5 separate regions of the Mus musculus genome follow, and regions 1, 2, 4 and 5 are each linked to region 3. Evidence: chromatin contacts called from public ChIA-PET and promoter capture Hi-C data. All regions are on one chromosome and are shown on one strand. The core of a region is the stretch at or near the end of the contact, and the rest is flanking DNA. Distances in the headings are between cores, read along the strand shown.

What was found. Promoter capture Hi-C pulls out the DNA fragments that hold promoters and counts their contacts. ChIA-PET counts read pairs in DNA pulled down with a chosen protein or histone mark.
Region 1: a contact with region 3 is called in an RNA polymerase II ChIA-PET map of memory CD8 T cells, with 39 read pairs. The contact joins the promoter of Gpkow here to the promoter of Was in region 3. A contact is called at or near these places in 5 of 39 promoter capture datasets (hippocampal neurons, liver, pre-B cells and 1 more), 3 of 115 datasets of contacts at active chromatin or transcription factors (embryonic stem cells, memory CD8 T cells and stem cell-derived neural progenitor cells) and 3 of 9 other capture datasets (adipose tissue, liver and pancreatic islet).
Region 2: a contact with region 3 is called in a promoter capture Hi-C map of embryonic stem cells. The contact joins the promoter of Prickle3 here to the promoter of Was in region 3. A contact is called at or near these places in 8 of 39 promoter capture datasets (the 3T3-L1 cell line, cranial neural crest, embryonic stem cells and 5 more) and 2 of 9 other capture datasets (adipose tissue and pancreatic islet).
Region 4: a contact with region 3 is called in a promoter capture Hi-C map of pre-B cells. The contact joins the promoter of Ccdc22 here to the promoter of Was in region 3. A contact is called at or near these places in 4 of 39 promoter capture datasets (cranial neural crest, liver, maxillary cranial neural crest and 1 more) and 2 of 9 other capture datasets (liver and pancreatic islet).
Region 5: a promoter capture Hi-C map of pre-B cells shows a contact between it and region 3. The contact joins the promoter of Ccdc120 here to the promoter of Was in region 3. A contact is called at or near these places in 8 of 39 promoter capture datasets (the SN4741 cell line, cranial neural crest, embryonic stem cells and 4 more), 1 of 484 Hi-C or Micro-C datasets (embryonic stem cells), 2 of 115 datasets of contacts at active chromatin or transcription factors (extraembryonic endoderm stem cells and stem cell-derived neural progenitor cells) and 2 of 9 other capture datasets (adipose tissue and liver).

What each region holds. Positions count from the first base shown.
Region 1 is chrX:7,695,715-7,698,414 of GRCm38.p6, reverse strand. Gpkow (G patch domain and KOW motifs) reads right to left here and starts at 1,281. Exons shown (of 11, transcript NM_173747.3): 1 at 1,020-1,281. The coding sequence starts at 1,189.
Region 2 is chrX:7,655,999-7,658,698 of GRCm38.p6, reverse strand. Prickle3 (prickle planar cell polarity protein 3) reads right to left here and starts at 1,320. Exons shown (of 9, transcript NM_001290624.1): 1 at 1,199-1,320; 2 at 1-78. The coding sequence starts at 1,240.
Region 3 is chrX:8,089,120-8,091,819 of GRCm38.p6, reverse strand. It overlaps Was (Wiskott-Aldrich syndrome), which reads left to right and starts at 1,329. Exons shown (of 12, transcript NM_009515.2): 1 at 1,329-1,529; 2 at 1,836-1,976; 3 at 2,478-2,564; 4 at 2,682-2,700. The coding sequence starts at 1,392.
Region 4 is chrX:7,604,081-7,606,780 of GRCm38.p6, reverse strand. It overlaps Ccdc22 (coiled-coil domain containing 22), which reads left to right and starts at 1,361. Exons shown (of 17, transcript NM_138603.3): 1 at 1,361-1,537; 2 at 2,444-2,621. The coding sequence starts at 1,488.
Region 5 is chrX:7,739,967-7,742,666 of GRCm38.p6, reverse strand. It overlaps Ccdc120 (coiled-coil domain containing 120), which reads left to right and starts at 1,343. Exons shown (of 10, transcript NM_207202.2): 1 at 1,343-1,455.

The sequences.
Region 1 (2,700 bases), core at 32-2,531, 390 kb after region 3:
TGACTTTAATTCCAGCAGCACTCAGGAGGCAGAAGCAGGAGGATCTCTGAGTTCAAGGCCTGCCCGATCTACAGGGTGAGTTCCAGGACAGCCAGGATGCAGAGGAACCCTGTCTTGACGCCCCCTCCAAAGAAAGAAAGTATAAATATCAAGATAGAAAGGAGGTTAGGAAACAAAGAAAATCAATTTCAATGGCCAGAAAGAAAGAAAGAAAGATCAATGCCCAGTCCTATGGACCATGTTCACAGGTTACTATTCACAGGTCCACTCGTTTTTTTTTTTTTTTTTTTTTTTTTGAGACATCTCACGATTTAGCTCAGGCTGGTCTTATAAACTCTCAGTCAGCCTGGTGCAATCCCCTAGTGCTGGAATTACAACCATGGATCTCTTTAAGTATGTCTTGTGGGAATCAGCCTTAGGCCTTCAACCACAATGGCCTAAAAATCACCATCTTTAGTCCAGATTCTTCCCGGTTCCGGGCCGGCAAGCTGCCTTTTACAAGTCCCCCACTTAGGCCTTTCGGACCTTTGTTTCTTACTTAATTATACTGCTGATGGCCTCCCCAGACTTGAATTTGCCTAGTTCTCCAAATCGGAGAAGCTCCCACAATTTCAGCTGAGACAGGAAGAATCCTGTCATTTTTCCCTCCTTTCCCTTTCTCAAAAGGCACACATACTCAAGTCCCAACGACATTTTTTCTGAGGAATCTATACCTCTGGTTCTCAGGCCCCATTTCACCCACCTAACAAACCTCCCTCTTCTTGCCCTTACATTCTTATGTTCTTCCTGTTTGTTTTTTAGTTGCCCAGGCTAGCGTTCAATTCCTGATCCTCCTGCGCCAGCCTCCCAGGTCCTGACTTATAGGCGTTTGCCGCCACTCCTGGTTACCTCCATAAATTTCCCGAGGCAGTGTTTCAGGCTTTCCAGGCCACTGTCACCAGGACAAACAACTCTTACTCTGCCCTCCTGCTTAAGCCCATTTCACAGATTTCCAAAACGCGAAAGACCCGGCGTTTCACCTCTGCAGCTTCCTCCCTTCCACGGTCGCCAAGAAATCTTTCTCCTCTGGGGCCTGTCTTTCGCTATCTCCGAGGTCTGCCAGTCGCCTCCGGACAGACGTGCGAGTGAACCCGAAAGAAATTGGAGCCATTGACGGGGCAGACGGCGGCGGACTCTCACGGCCCGCCATCTTCGCTCGAGTCACAGGCGAGCGCTCCGCTTGCTGGGAAGTTTAGCTCGAGCCGTGAGGGGCTGGCCGGGAAACGTAAGAATCAATCCCAGCATGCAACGCCTCAAAGACAAGTGCCTTGTAGCCGTGGGAAACAGGAATCAGGGCGCAGAAACTCTTTGAAACGTCATAGGAACGTGCCATACGGCATCCTGGGAAATGTAGTTCTCAGTGGTATAGCCGCTGTGGAAGATTGATTAGGTTATTCCTCGGTATTCAACCGCTATGAATTCAGTTCTAGAGTATCCTATACCCTTTCCCGACATCCTCAGGCACCATGCACGCATGTGATGCACGAACATAAATTCAGGCAAAATGTTTATATACACAAAACAAAATAAATAAAACTCATAATGTGCTTCCACAATGTGAACCTTACTGATAGAGGCTGGAGGCTTCCAGGGCTAGGTCTACTTTAGCAGATGAAAGCAGTAAACCATGGAGACAACAATTACATCAGGCAAATAAAAGTTACATTTACTGCCGGGCAGTGGTGGCGCACACCTTTAATCCCAGCACTTGGGAGGCAGAGGCAGGCGTTCAGGACAGCCAGGGGTACACAGAGAGACCTTGTCTCGAACCCCCCCCCCCAAAAAAAAAAGTTTCATTTACACAAGATGACTTAATGGGTAATAGTGTCTGCTACAAAAGCTGAAGACCTGAGTTCTTGAAGATCCTACATAGTAAAAAGATAGAGTTAGCCACTAGTTGCCTCTGACGGCACCACAAGTGCCATGCTATGCATGAACACATATACATGTAAACATGAACAAATGAATAAAATATGAAAACAAATTTTATCTAATTATATGTAAAGTGAATAACTGTGCAGTGGCTGGTTTTGTGTGTCAACTTGAGACAAGCTGGAGTAGTCAGAGAGGAAGGAGTCTCAGTTGAGGAAATGCTTTTTTTTAAAAAAAGATTTATTTATCTATTATTATCTGTAGCTGTTTTCAGACACTCCAGAAGAGGGAGTCAGATTTCATTATAGATGGTTGTGAGCCACCATGTGGTTCCTGGGATTTGAACTCAGGACCCATTTGGAAGAGTAGTCAATGCTTTTAACCACTGAACCATCTTGCCAGCCCCGAGGAAATGCTTCTATAAAATCCAGCTATAGGGCATTTTCTCAATTAGTGATTAATAGAGGAGGGCCTAGCCCATTTGGGTGGTGTTATCCCTGGGCTGGTGGTCCTGGGTGCTGTAACAAAGCAGGTTGAGCATGCCACAGGGAGCAAGCCAGTAAGCAGTACCCATCCAGGTTCCTGCCGTGTTTGAGTTCTTGTCCTTCAATGATGAACAGTGATGTGAAAGTGTAAGCCAAATAAAACCTTTTCCTCCCCAACTTGCTTTTTGGTTATGGTGTTTCATTGAAGCAATAAAACCTTGACTAATATACGTAGAGAATGCAATAGAAAAATATCCATAGTGCTGGAGAGATGGCTCAGCAGTTAAAAGCACTGACTGCTCTT
Region 2 (2,700 bases), core at 71-2,570, 430 kb after region 3:
ATGCAGCAGGAAGCCTGGGCACTGTTCCCTGCAGGAATTGCAAGGCTGGCCGCGGGCAGGGTCCTCTGCCTCTGGAGGCTGTGGTGGGTGGGAGCAGATGCAAGAAGAAATAAGGTGTGGGAGGAGGGAGGAAGAAGTCAACGCCTGCTACTCCACTCCCAGGCTCACAACCGCAGGCTGGGGCCTGTCTTACTGGGGGCAGCGCTGGGCAGGCTGAGACCGCGCCTGGAGCGCGGGGGAGGAGGAAGCATTCAAATCAGAGGCAGGGCAGCTGAGACTACTTTCCTGTATTCCCTTTCCAGGGAATTCTTCTGTCTGGGCTGGTCTGTCCCTCTTTAGTTCTCAGACAGGTCTGTCAGAGAGAGAGTCCTCTACCTACTAGAGCAGAGACCCTAGTCTGGGCATTCCCTCCCAAGTCTCCCTTCAATATCCAGGGCTCCAGCAGCACTCCAGTCCCACAGGGCAGGCGTCTGAGAACCTCTCCTTTCCCTGGGATCCCTCATGGACTCTGGGCAATGCCATTCCCTCAGAAGTTCTCCCGCCCCTCCCCCAAACCCTGGCTCCATCTCTCCTACCTGAGGACCGCAGGCCATCCCTGCTCCATTCAGAAAGCCCTAGCCCAAGAAATCTTTCTCTTTACCCGTCATAGTTTAGGACTACTCTCTTTTTTGGTCCAGATTCCACCTTTCTTGGTTAAAGATCTTTCAAAACAAGAGAGACACCATCCTATCTAGGAGGTCAGCTTCCAGACTCCGATGGAAACCTGAAATTCTTCTGATCCTAAATCTTAGTTCATTGACTCTTGGTACCCAGGGATGAAGGACCCCCACTTTCACTCTACAGTCCTTCAATGTATGAGGTCCCTTAATCAGACACTCAGGATACCCCACTCTTGCTCAACCTCAAATCTCAAGCCCCTATTCTTTTCACCTTTCAGATTAATTCACAGATAAGGGGGGCATCCCCAGATTGCAACAGTGATAAAAGTATGAGGCGTGTTAGGGGCTTGAGCCACCATATCTACACGTTTTTGCATCCAGGATTCTACTTCAGTCTCTGTGCCCCAGTCTGGGAAAGCTGGGGAAGGGAGTTCCCAGATCCTCCCTTAGGGTGCCTCCCCTCTGTCCCGGTGCCCTGCCCCCCTCGCCTGGATCTTAGTTTACCCCTGACCCCCACCACTGTCCTGAGCCCTGCTCACCGCACGCCCAGAGCGGCGCCTCCGGGACCCACGCGCGAACATGGCGCGCCCAGACAGATTCAAGCACGGCTGGTTCCGACGAATGGAGTCGGCTGCCACGGCGCGTCGGGCCTGGCAGCTCTGTTCCGTAAACTTGACTTAGTGGGAGGAGCACGCTTTCTAGGGCCCGCCCCACGGCCTGTGTAGTGTCTCAGTCACCCTGGTGTCCCCTATCTAAAGGTGAGTGCCTTGCTGGAAAGCCCATTATTGGCGTTCATCCCAGGGCTAGAGCCGGAGCAGACTGTCAGAAGGCTGAGCCTTCAGTATCCCTCGGTGCCGCATGGCCTTTAGTGTTGGAAAGCCGGAAGCAAACGGTTTGGATGTGGAGACATGGTGAGAGTGTTACACTAGAGTGCTTGTTTCTAAGAATAGGGTCTTGAAAGCTTTGGGGGACAGGGGTCAAAGCCACCTCTTGGTCCCTTCCCAGGTTCTCTTTTCCCGGGGTGAGCGTTACAAGGACCATCCCAACTTCATCTTCAGTGGTAGCTGGTGTTCTGTGGCGCTCAGCATCCTGCTAGATCTGTTCCATTTTGGTACCAGCATAGTGGGGTATTCCTGTGACAACCTGACCATGTTTGGGGGAGGACTGTGGAAGGACTTTGGAACTTTGAGCTAGAAGATCCATTCGGTGTTAAAAGCTCTGTGGGATGTTGTGTAGGAGGCTGGAAGATAATGTTGAGAACAGTGCAGAAGATGGAGGTCTGGCTTGTGAAATTCCAGAGAAGATTAAAGACTCTTTTCAGGGCCATTGCTGTTTTGATTGTGAAGATTCTGTGGTTTTAGTTAGTTGGGGCTGAAGAATCAGCTGTGATTAACAAGATACCAGAACTATTAAAGGGAAAACTTTGAAGCCGGGAGTGGTGGCACACGCCTTTAATCCCAGCACTTGGGAGGCAGAGGCAGGTGGATCTCTGAGTTCGAGGCCAGCCTGCTCTACAAAGTGAGGTCCAGGACAGCCAGGGCTATACAGAGAAACCCTGTCTCGAAAAAAACAAAACAAAAACAAAACAAAGAGAAAACTTTGCATTACTGGGACTACTGATGCTGGTTAGCTGGAGCTAAGAAATTAGCCGTGATTAAGAAGAGACCAGCATCACTGAGGTGAAATCTTCTGGGAAGTGTTTTCTGAGAGCACAAAGAGGCTGTGTTCCAGAGATAGCCAAGGTTGTACCTTGTGCTGTGGCTGGACTTGGTAATGTGTAAGAGTCACCCAGGTGGCACTGGTTTTGTAGGCATGAAGGGGTCACGCAGAGCAGCTGAGGCTCGGCACTGAGAGAGGCCATGGGGCCAGTGGTGAAGGTGCAGCCTCAGTTGCAACTGATGGCCCAGGACAGAAGGGGTCATGCAAAGGAGTTGAGGCTTGGCACCATGAAGAGAGCCTATGAGAGGCTGTTGGTGAAGCCTAGTTACAGCAGAAGACAGTAGTGTTTGGAGATGCCAGTACCATGAGATGACCATTAAGG
Region 3 (2,700 bases), core at 80-2,579:
TAATTAGGGCCAGGCATGGTGATACAGGCCTTTAATCCCAGCACTCAGAAGGCAGAGGCAGATGGATCTCTGTGAGTTCAAGGCCAGCCTGGTCTATAGAGTGAGTTTTAGGACAGCCAGGGCTCTACACAGGGAAAACGTGTCTCAAAACAAACAAACAAACAAACAAACAAACAAAAGCAAAGCAAAGCAAAGCAAAACAAAACAAAAACCAAATAAAACAAAAACAAAAAACAAAAAAGGGGTGGGGGTCTGAGTTTAGGCTAGAGAGATTGTTGAGTGGTTAAGAGCACTGACTGCTCTTCCAGAGGACATAGGTTCAAATCCCAGAACACACATGGCAGCTCAGGACTGTCTGTAACTCTGACACCCTCACACAGACATACATGTAGGCAAAACACCAAGGCGCATAAAATAAAAATAAATTTTACAAAAGAAAGTAATTGGGGTCTGGAGAGATGGCTCAGTGATTAAGAGCACTGACTGTTCTTCCAGAGGTCCTGAGTTCAAATCCCAGAAACCACATGGTGGCTCACAGCATCTGTAATGAAGATCCAATGCCCTCTCCTGGTGTGTCTGAAGACAGCGACAGTGTACCCGCATACATGAAATAAATAAATGAAAAAGAAAGTAATTAGGGAGCTACAGGGGGCAAGAGTAAAAGATGGGGAAGTGAGTCATGGCCTTCTATATCATTGGCAACGTCCAAAGCTAGAGATTAGTTCATATGCCTTTTTTTTTTTTTTTTTTTTTTTTTTTTTGGTTTTTCGAGACAGGGTTTCTCTGTATAGCCCTGGCTGTCCTGGAACTCACTTTGTAGACCAGGCTGGCCTCGAACTCAGAAATCTGCCTGTCTCTGCCTCCTGAGTGCTGGGGTCAAAGGTGTGCGCCACCACGCCCGGCTCAATATGCCTTTAAAAGGAAAAGCTGTAATGCAATGGCCCTTTAGCACCTGGAGCCTTAGATTCAACCCCAGGCCAAGTCGGTGCTTTTGGAAGACGGAAGGAGGCTACACAGACTTGTGACTACTCTCTGCGTAGCTACCCTGAAGGAGAAGCTCTGCAGATGGCGTAGCTCTCCCTCAGTGTCCGACTAGAGCAAGGCTGATCTAAGCCTGTCAGAAGGAAATGGCCCCGCACAAAAAGGGAGAGGACGTTGGGAAGAAAGAAGAAAGGAAGATGCCCTGAGCTCATTACAAACTTGGATCTAGCCACGCAAATGGAGGAGGGCCCATGCCTGTCCTAGAGAGGAGAACAGGCCCTCTGGGGGGCCCTGGAGGACTTATTTCCCTTGTGGTTTATTGTACTTCCTGTTCCCCTGCTCACTGCGGAAGTTCCTCTTCTTACCCTGCACCCAGAGCTTAGCTGGAGAGGACTAAGGCAGAAGGCAGCATGAATAGTGGCCCTGGCCCTGTAGGAGGCAGGCCTGGGGGCCGAGGGGGACCAGCCGTTCAGCAGAACATTCCTTCCAACCTCCTCCAGGACCATGAAAACCAGAGACTCTTTGAGCTTCTTGGCCGAAAATGCTGGGTGAGTTGGGAGATCTCCTGGTCCTCCCAGTCTCCCTCCCTCTCCTCTTCTTCCTCTCTACTTCTTCTTCCCCGTTCTGCTTCCTCCTCTTACCCATATTTCCCTTCTCCTTGTTCCCATCATCCCTGTATCCCCCTTCTCCCCATCTCCTCTCCTCAGATTCACTCACTCCCCATTATCTTGATGTCTACTCCCCTTCCTCCTGGCTACAGCTCTTTCCCCAAGCTCATGAAAGCCACAGGCAGGCAAGGACCAGGCCTGGTGACCCATGAGCACACTGCACTGACCCCTGCTCTCCCCTCCTAGACACTGGCTACCACAGTTGTTCAGCTCTACCTGGCACTGCCCCCTGGAGCTGAGCACTGGACCATGGAACACTGCGGGGCTGTGTGCTTCGTGAAGGATAACCCTCAGAAGTCCTACTTCATCCGCCTTTATGGCCTACAGGTGACCCCATGCCCCACTGGACAGGAAAGCTAGTTCCCAACTTACAAAACCAGTTTTTGTCCACAGCTCCAAGCCTTCACTCATATCAGTGACCCCCTGAGCTCCAGAACCAAAGACCAATACAGATCCCAAGTTGTGTTTTTCTCATTCTGAGTCTAAGAAGACGGACCTCAGAAGGTTTATATCAAGACTTAGATCTGCTCCACAAATACCTGAGCCTCAGCCTCAAATATGTTCTAAATCATGTTGAATACTCTTAGAACTGGAATCTTAAATTCACAACGTGGAGCCTTCAACTCCTACATATAGGCTTTGGCTCCCAAACCCATATCTCTCATATCGGTGTCTGACTCTCAGACACCTAGAACCCAAACTCTGATAGTGAGCTGAAGCTGAAGAGCTTTAAATAAAACCCCGGGACACCAAACCTGGACACCATGCTCCAGTGGTCTGCCACCCAAGATGCCTGGATTTCAGCATGCACCTCCCCCCACTTTCCAGGCTGGTCGGCTACTCTGGGAACAGGAGCTGTACTCTCAGCTGGTTTATCTCACTCCCACCCCGTTCTTCCACACTTTTGCTGGAGATGTAAGTGAGCAGCTTGTGCATCCTTGCGCTGCAGTTGGGGGGGATGGGGAGGAGATGAGAAAGTCCCGGGGATGTGGGGGGCGTACTAGAAGTTTGCTGACCCCAAGGCATGTATAGGACTGTCAAGTAGGACTGA
Region 4 (2,700 bases), core at 112-2,611, 490 kb after region 3:
AGTGATGCTGTAAAGTTCCCCAAAGTGATCTTCTTGGCATTCTGCATTAGCTATACCAAACAAAATCTCAGCATAGTTTTCTTTGGAATTGACAGTCTTTGAGACAAATGACAAAAAATAAAAACAAAAACAAAAACAAAATACCAAAACACCACCACCAACAACAAAAAACCCCAAAACCAAAAAACAAAAAAGCCAAATCCATTTTGAAAAAGAACAAGACAACAAGATGGGAGGGCTTGCCATATATGATATCAAGACTCATTGTAAATCTACAGTAATTAAAAATAGAATACAGTCAGGGGCGGTGGTACAAGCCTTTAATCCTAGCACTTGGGAGAAAGAAATATTATTATTACAATTTTGAGGCCAGCCTGGGCTACATTGCAAGATTTTGTTGTCTGAAAACCAAACCAAAGCAAGACAGGATAGCACAACGAGAGGAGAAAGAGAGAGAGAGAGAGAGAGAGAGAGAGAGAGAGAGAGAGAGAGAGAGAGAGCTTAGTTCAGAAACTGAGTCAAGTATGTGATGTGTATGTGTGATTATGACAAATGTTAGCACTACTGGATAGTAGAGACAAAAGAGGCTGTTCAATAAGGAATGGTTTCATAAGGAGGTGATCTCCTTCTGTAGCCCAATCTACACTTGGGACAGGTGCTGAGATTACAGATGTTTACCACTACGCCTGGTCTAGTAATTCTTTGCTTTTTCCATCTATTTTGTGTGCATGATAGTGGTACTGCTGCACATGTGTAGATGTCAGAGGACATTTTGTAGGAGTCCATTCTCTTTTTATGTCTCTTGGGTCCCAGGGAGGATCGACCTCAGTTTGTTGTGGTTGGTGGTTAAGTAGGTTTACTCGAGCAATGACGTTTGTTTTATTTATTTAAAATCTATTTATGATCCTTTTGTGTGTGCTCACGAGCATAAATGTGTCACAGTGCACACGTGGAATTCAGACTCTTATCAAGTCATTTCCTGCCTTCCACCATGTGGATCTCAGGGAGAGAACTCAGGTTGTGAGGCTATCCTGAGTCACATCCCCAGTCGTAGCAATTATGTCTTAACCCTAGGAAGAAGGTATTATCCAAATTCTCACTTTACAGATGAGGCTAGCAAGACACGGGGGAACAGTCATTTTGTACACGTATAAACTTTTATAGCTTGGAAGATGAACGTGTCTTATAAATGAAAATTTTTCTCTGTCCTGTCTCTCAACTCCCCAGCCCATTTCCTTTTTTTTTCCCTTGGAGGAGACCATGGGACTACAAGTGAAAGAACTACAACTTCCAGGAGCCATTACGTAATTCACACCCCGCCTCCAGCGCCGCTGCCTGCGCAACGCTCACTCCTTAGAACTACATTTCCCAATGTTCCTCGCGCGGCACGTGACTCTCTGTCCTCGCCGCGCCGAGAGCAGCGCGGAGAGCTCCAATTTCTCTGATCTGGTCCTAGACCCAGCCCCGGAGTTAGAATTAACTCCACCATGGAGGAGGCTGACCGAATCCTCATCCATTCCTTGCGCCAGGCGGGCACGTAAGTACGCAACCCCCAGTCGCCTCCAATTGCTCACATCCGGGACTCCAAATCCTAGGACCCCCATTACCCGGGAACCTTAAAATGAAGACCTTGACACCCAAAGGCCCAAACTTACAGGATTCCGAAGCCTCTCCTCCTCCTCCCTGCTTACACTCTAACATCATGACTTTCCTAAATACTTTGATGTGGACATTGGGTAAAACCTCGAGGACTCAGACACCTTACAAACTGAGACCTGCATATGCTGGGATCCTGATATCTAGAGGTTCCAGGACACCCACACCAGGAAACTGATAACACAGGAGTCTGGCACCCAGAGTCTCCAGAATTCCTGAGACTGGCAACTTGATCTTCGAACAATAACTCCTGAAACTCCCAGGACTTATCAAAATACCAGGGCCCTACATTCTGACAGTAGCAGCACTTGGTAACACAGGAACACAAAGGATGCACTATTTGAGGGACCTAAAAGTCCTTGATGCCAAAATTTAGGATGCCCGATTTTTTATTTCTATTTATTGACCCTGACATTTGAGACTTCTGAAAACTCCAGCCTCTTCCTATGTAGCTTTCCCAAACCTCGTAGATCTAGGAGGCCTTGCCATGCAAAGAACAATGTCCTGGTGCCCAGAAATATGGAGACTGTGCCACTTGGACCATTTTCACTTTTGCAGATCCCAGAGGTTGGAAACTTTGAAGTGTAGGGGAGTTTGAGACTTTTCTGAATTCAGGTCACCCTCATTCACCGAGGTCTTAGGACTAAGTAAAGGTCATAGTCACCAGCACCCAGGATCTGTTGAAGCCTTGGTTGTTCCCTGCCCCGACCTGGATTCTAGAGCATTCCCTCTCTAGAAGTCTGTACTTTGTTTCCTAACTACTCAAGCCTGGTGCTTTCCTTTTTAGGGCAGTTCCTCCAGAAGTGCAGACTCTGCGAGCTTTCACCACTGAGCTGGTCGTAGAGGCTGTGGTCCGATGCCTTCGAGTGATTAATCCTGATGTGGGCTCTGGCCTCAGTCACTTGCTACCACCAGCCATGTCTGCCCGCTTCCGCCTGGCCATGAGTCTGGCCCAGGCCTGCATGGTGAGTGCCCTCCTCCCAGTGTGCACACTGTCTTCCTTCCTTTTTCACAAAGTCGCCAAGTTCTTTGACACTTGCCTTC
Region 5 (2,700 bases), core at 94-2,593, 350 kb after region 3:
CAACATGCTTGGTGGCCTCCTGCAAGGGGGGTGGGGAGGGGTCCATGGCTGCCAAGAGGATGTCAGCTTGCTCCTTGCCTCCACTAGCAGTCCAAAGGAGGGAGAAGGGAGGAAGGAGATGGAAAGGGCCTTTGTGTTCCACACATACATTTCATAACCCGGAAGAAAGGTGGGCACCTGGGGCAGCAGGCCTTGATAACATGTGACTGGGGGAACTCTTCTCTAGGCTCTCCTCCCCAACAGGGAACACCCCTAAAACCCTCCCTGTTCATACATGGCAGCGGCTGCTATAGGGGTTAGGTTTGGGTTCTGAGGTCACAAAATAGATTGTCTTACCTGGAGTACAGCATGTTTGGTATGTGCCCAAGACAAGCTTAGGGCCCAGGTAGGGTTGTGTTGAAGGGCATTAGAGGGACTTAGAGTTTTCAATTTATTTCCCTGTCTGCTTCGCTCCAGGCTAGAAATGTTAACAGGGAGAACATGGATAAAGTTGAGTCTTCGTATTCTTTCTCCTTTCAGGAGTAGCCAGTGGCTCCTCTAGCGCAGGGCCCAGTCTAGTACTCTGGTTCTGCTCCTTCTTATGGTTGTTTTTGTTTCTTTGTTTGTTTGTTTCTGTGTAGCCCTGGCTGTCCTGGAACTAGTTCTGTAGACCAGGCTGGTCTCGAACTCAGAGCTGCCTGCCTCTGCCTCCTGAGTGCTGGGATTAAAGGAAGGTGTGTCCCACCCCAGCTGGCTCTTTCCTGTGCCTTTACATTAGTATGTTCTCAGTCAGGCCTCCCATTTCTACCATGGCTCAGAGCTCAGCGGAGGCTGGCTCTGTGCCGCCCCTCAGGTTGTAGGGTATAGATGATGGTGTTTCCTAGGTTTATTTGTTCCTGGAGTACAGAAGGTGGGAGTGTCTTAAGATCTGGTCTCTCCTTAGAAAGGTCAACTTCTCTCTGCAGCTTAGAAAATCATCATCCTAATTATGGGAGAAATTGATCCAAGATATGTGTGTGTGTGTGTGTGTGTGTGTGTGTCCATGTCTATGTCTGTTTGTCTATTTCACAGTTTCCTAGCCCCCATGTCCCGGGGTGTAGGCAGGCTCCAGTGGCCTGGGGATTTGGGCAGTGGCTCCTCCCACAATTCTTAGAGCTTATTGGCCAGTTATCTCTTAGATATCCGCAGTGAGGAAAGCATTCTATGCTTTCTCCTTGACCATATTGGGCTCCCCGAGGCACCTGGTCCCCCAGACTGCCTTCCCAGGGGTGACCCTAGCCCTGGAAGCGGGCAGGTAAGGGTTAAAAGGTGTGGGCCAACCCCATCCTGTCCAGGTAGGTTGGGCCTTTACCTAGTGGGAGGTAGCCAAGACAGCAGTCACTGCTGTTCACTTGTACTGCCAGGAAAGCTAGGGCCTGGACGAGACAACTGTTCTTTTGGAAATATTTGAGGCTGCCATCCAGCACTAGGGCATTGGTGAGTACCAGCGAGCAATGGGGCAGGGCCGTGAGATAGGGTAATGGCACAGGAACTGAGGAAGTTCCCTTCTAGAGATCCAGATCTGAGGAAGGAGGACCCTGAGAATATAGGGTAGCGATAGGAGGGGTGGTGTTCAGTATGGGAGGATCAGGGGACCAGGGCAAAGCCTCACGTGTCCATTTTCCTTTCTTGATATCAAAATAATTCTTGGTTGGAAAATGGAGGAGGAAGGACGGGGCAGAGACTCAGCCTTCTCTTCTCGGCCCCTCTCCCCCTTTTTATCAGGACTAGTGCCTCAGAGAAGACGAGCTGAACCGATTAGATACCACTGTTGTTCAGGCATCTGTATCTGCTTGTCCCTCTGTTTGTTTGTTCAGCCAGAGTAATTGAAGGGGGTGTGCTGTATGTTTGGGGGAGCAATGGGGATCAGGTCCAGACTCTGTGTGCATTTGCTCAAGTGGTGGCAGGATGTGGAAATGGGGCTCTCATTGACAGTGTTGGAGTGCCACCCAGGTGAAGTATCTTGGTTGTAAACAGTCATTACAGCCAGGAATTTTTCTCAGCCGTGGTGTCAGAAGGGCAGACCTGAAAAACCTGCTGGGCCTGCCTCTGTGTGTGTGTGTTTCCCCGCATGTGCCCTCTGTAGCTCGCTTGCTGCAACCTAAGCCCGTAACAGGACCACAGAATGACAAGGCAAAGCTCTGGTGTGGGCAGGAGGGTCTCAGAGGTTCATATGAGGGCATGGTAGTGATGCTGGAATGTGGTAGATTGCCTTCTTACTATCTCTGTCTGATGTCAGGCAGTCTGAAGTTCCAAGTGTACAGAACATGGAAGAGTAGAAGCAAAGGTTCCTGAGTCAGGTATGGAGGTGTGGGGCGTTGATCCATGTCTAGCCTGCCTAGTGACCCAATGACTCATGCCATAACTATGTCCCTGAGGTCAGACTGATGGGGTGGAGTCGGGGTTCCTGACTGGACCCTGTGTCGACTCCGGGATACTCTAATTTTCTAAAGAAGGAAGGACGGAGGCCCTCTGATGTGAAACATGAGACAATGTTGGTGAACGGGTAAATGGACCCAAGGTGGGAGGAGTTAGCTTTCTGTTGGGGTGGAGAAGGGTTCAGGCAAGCCTTGTGAAAGTTTTCCGAATTAAAATGGGTCCTGGGAAAGTAGAAGTTTCGGGGGCTGAGGGACCGAGGAGGCTGAGGTGGGACACTAAAGACACCCTACCATGCCGAAAGTG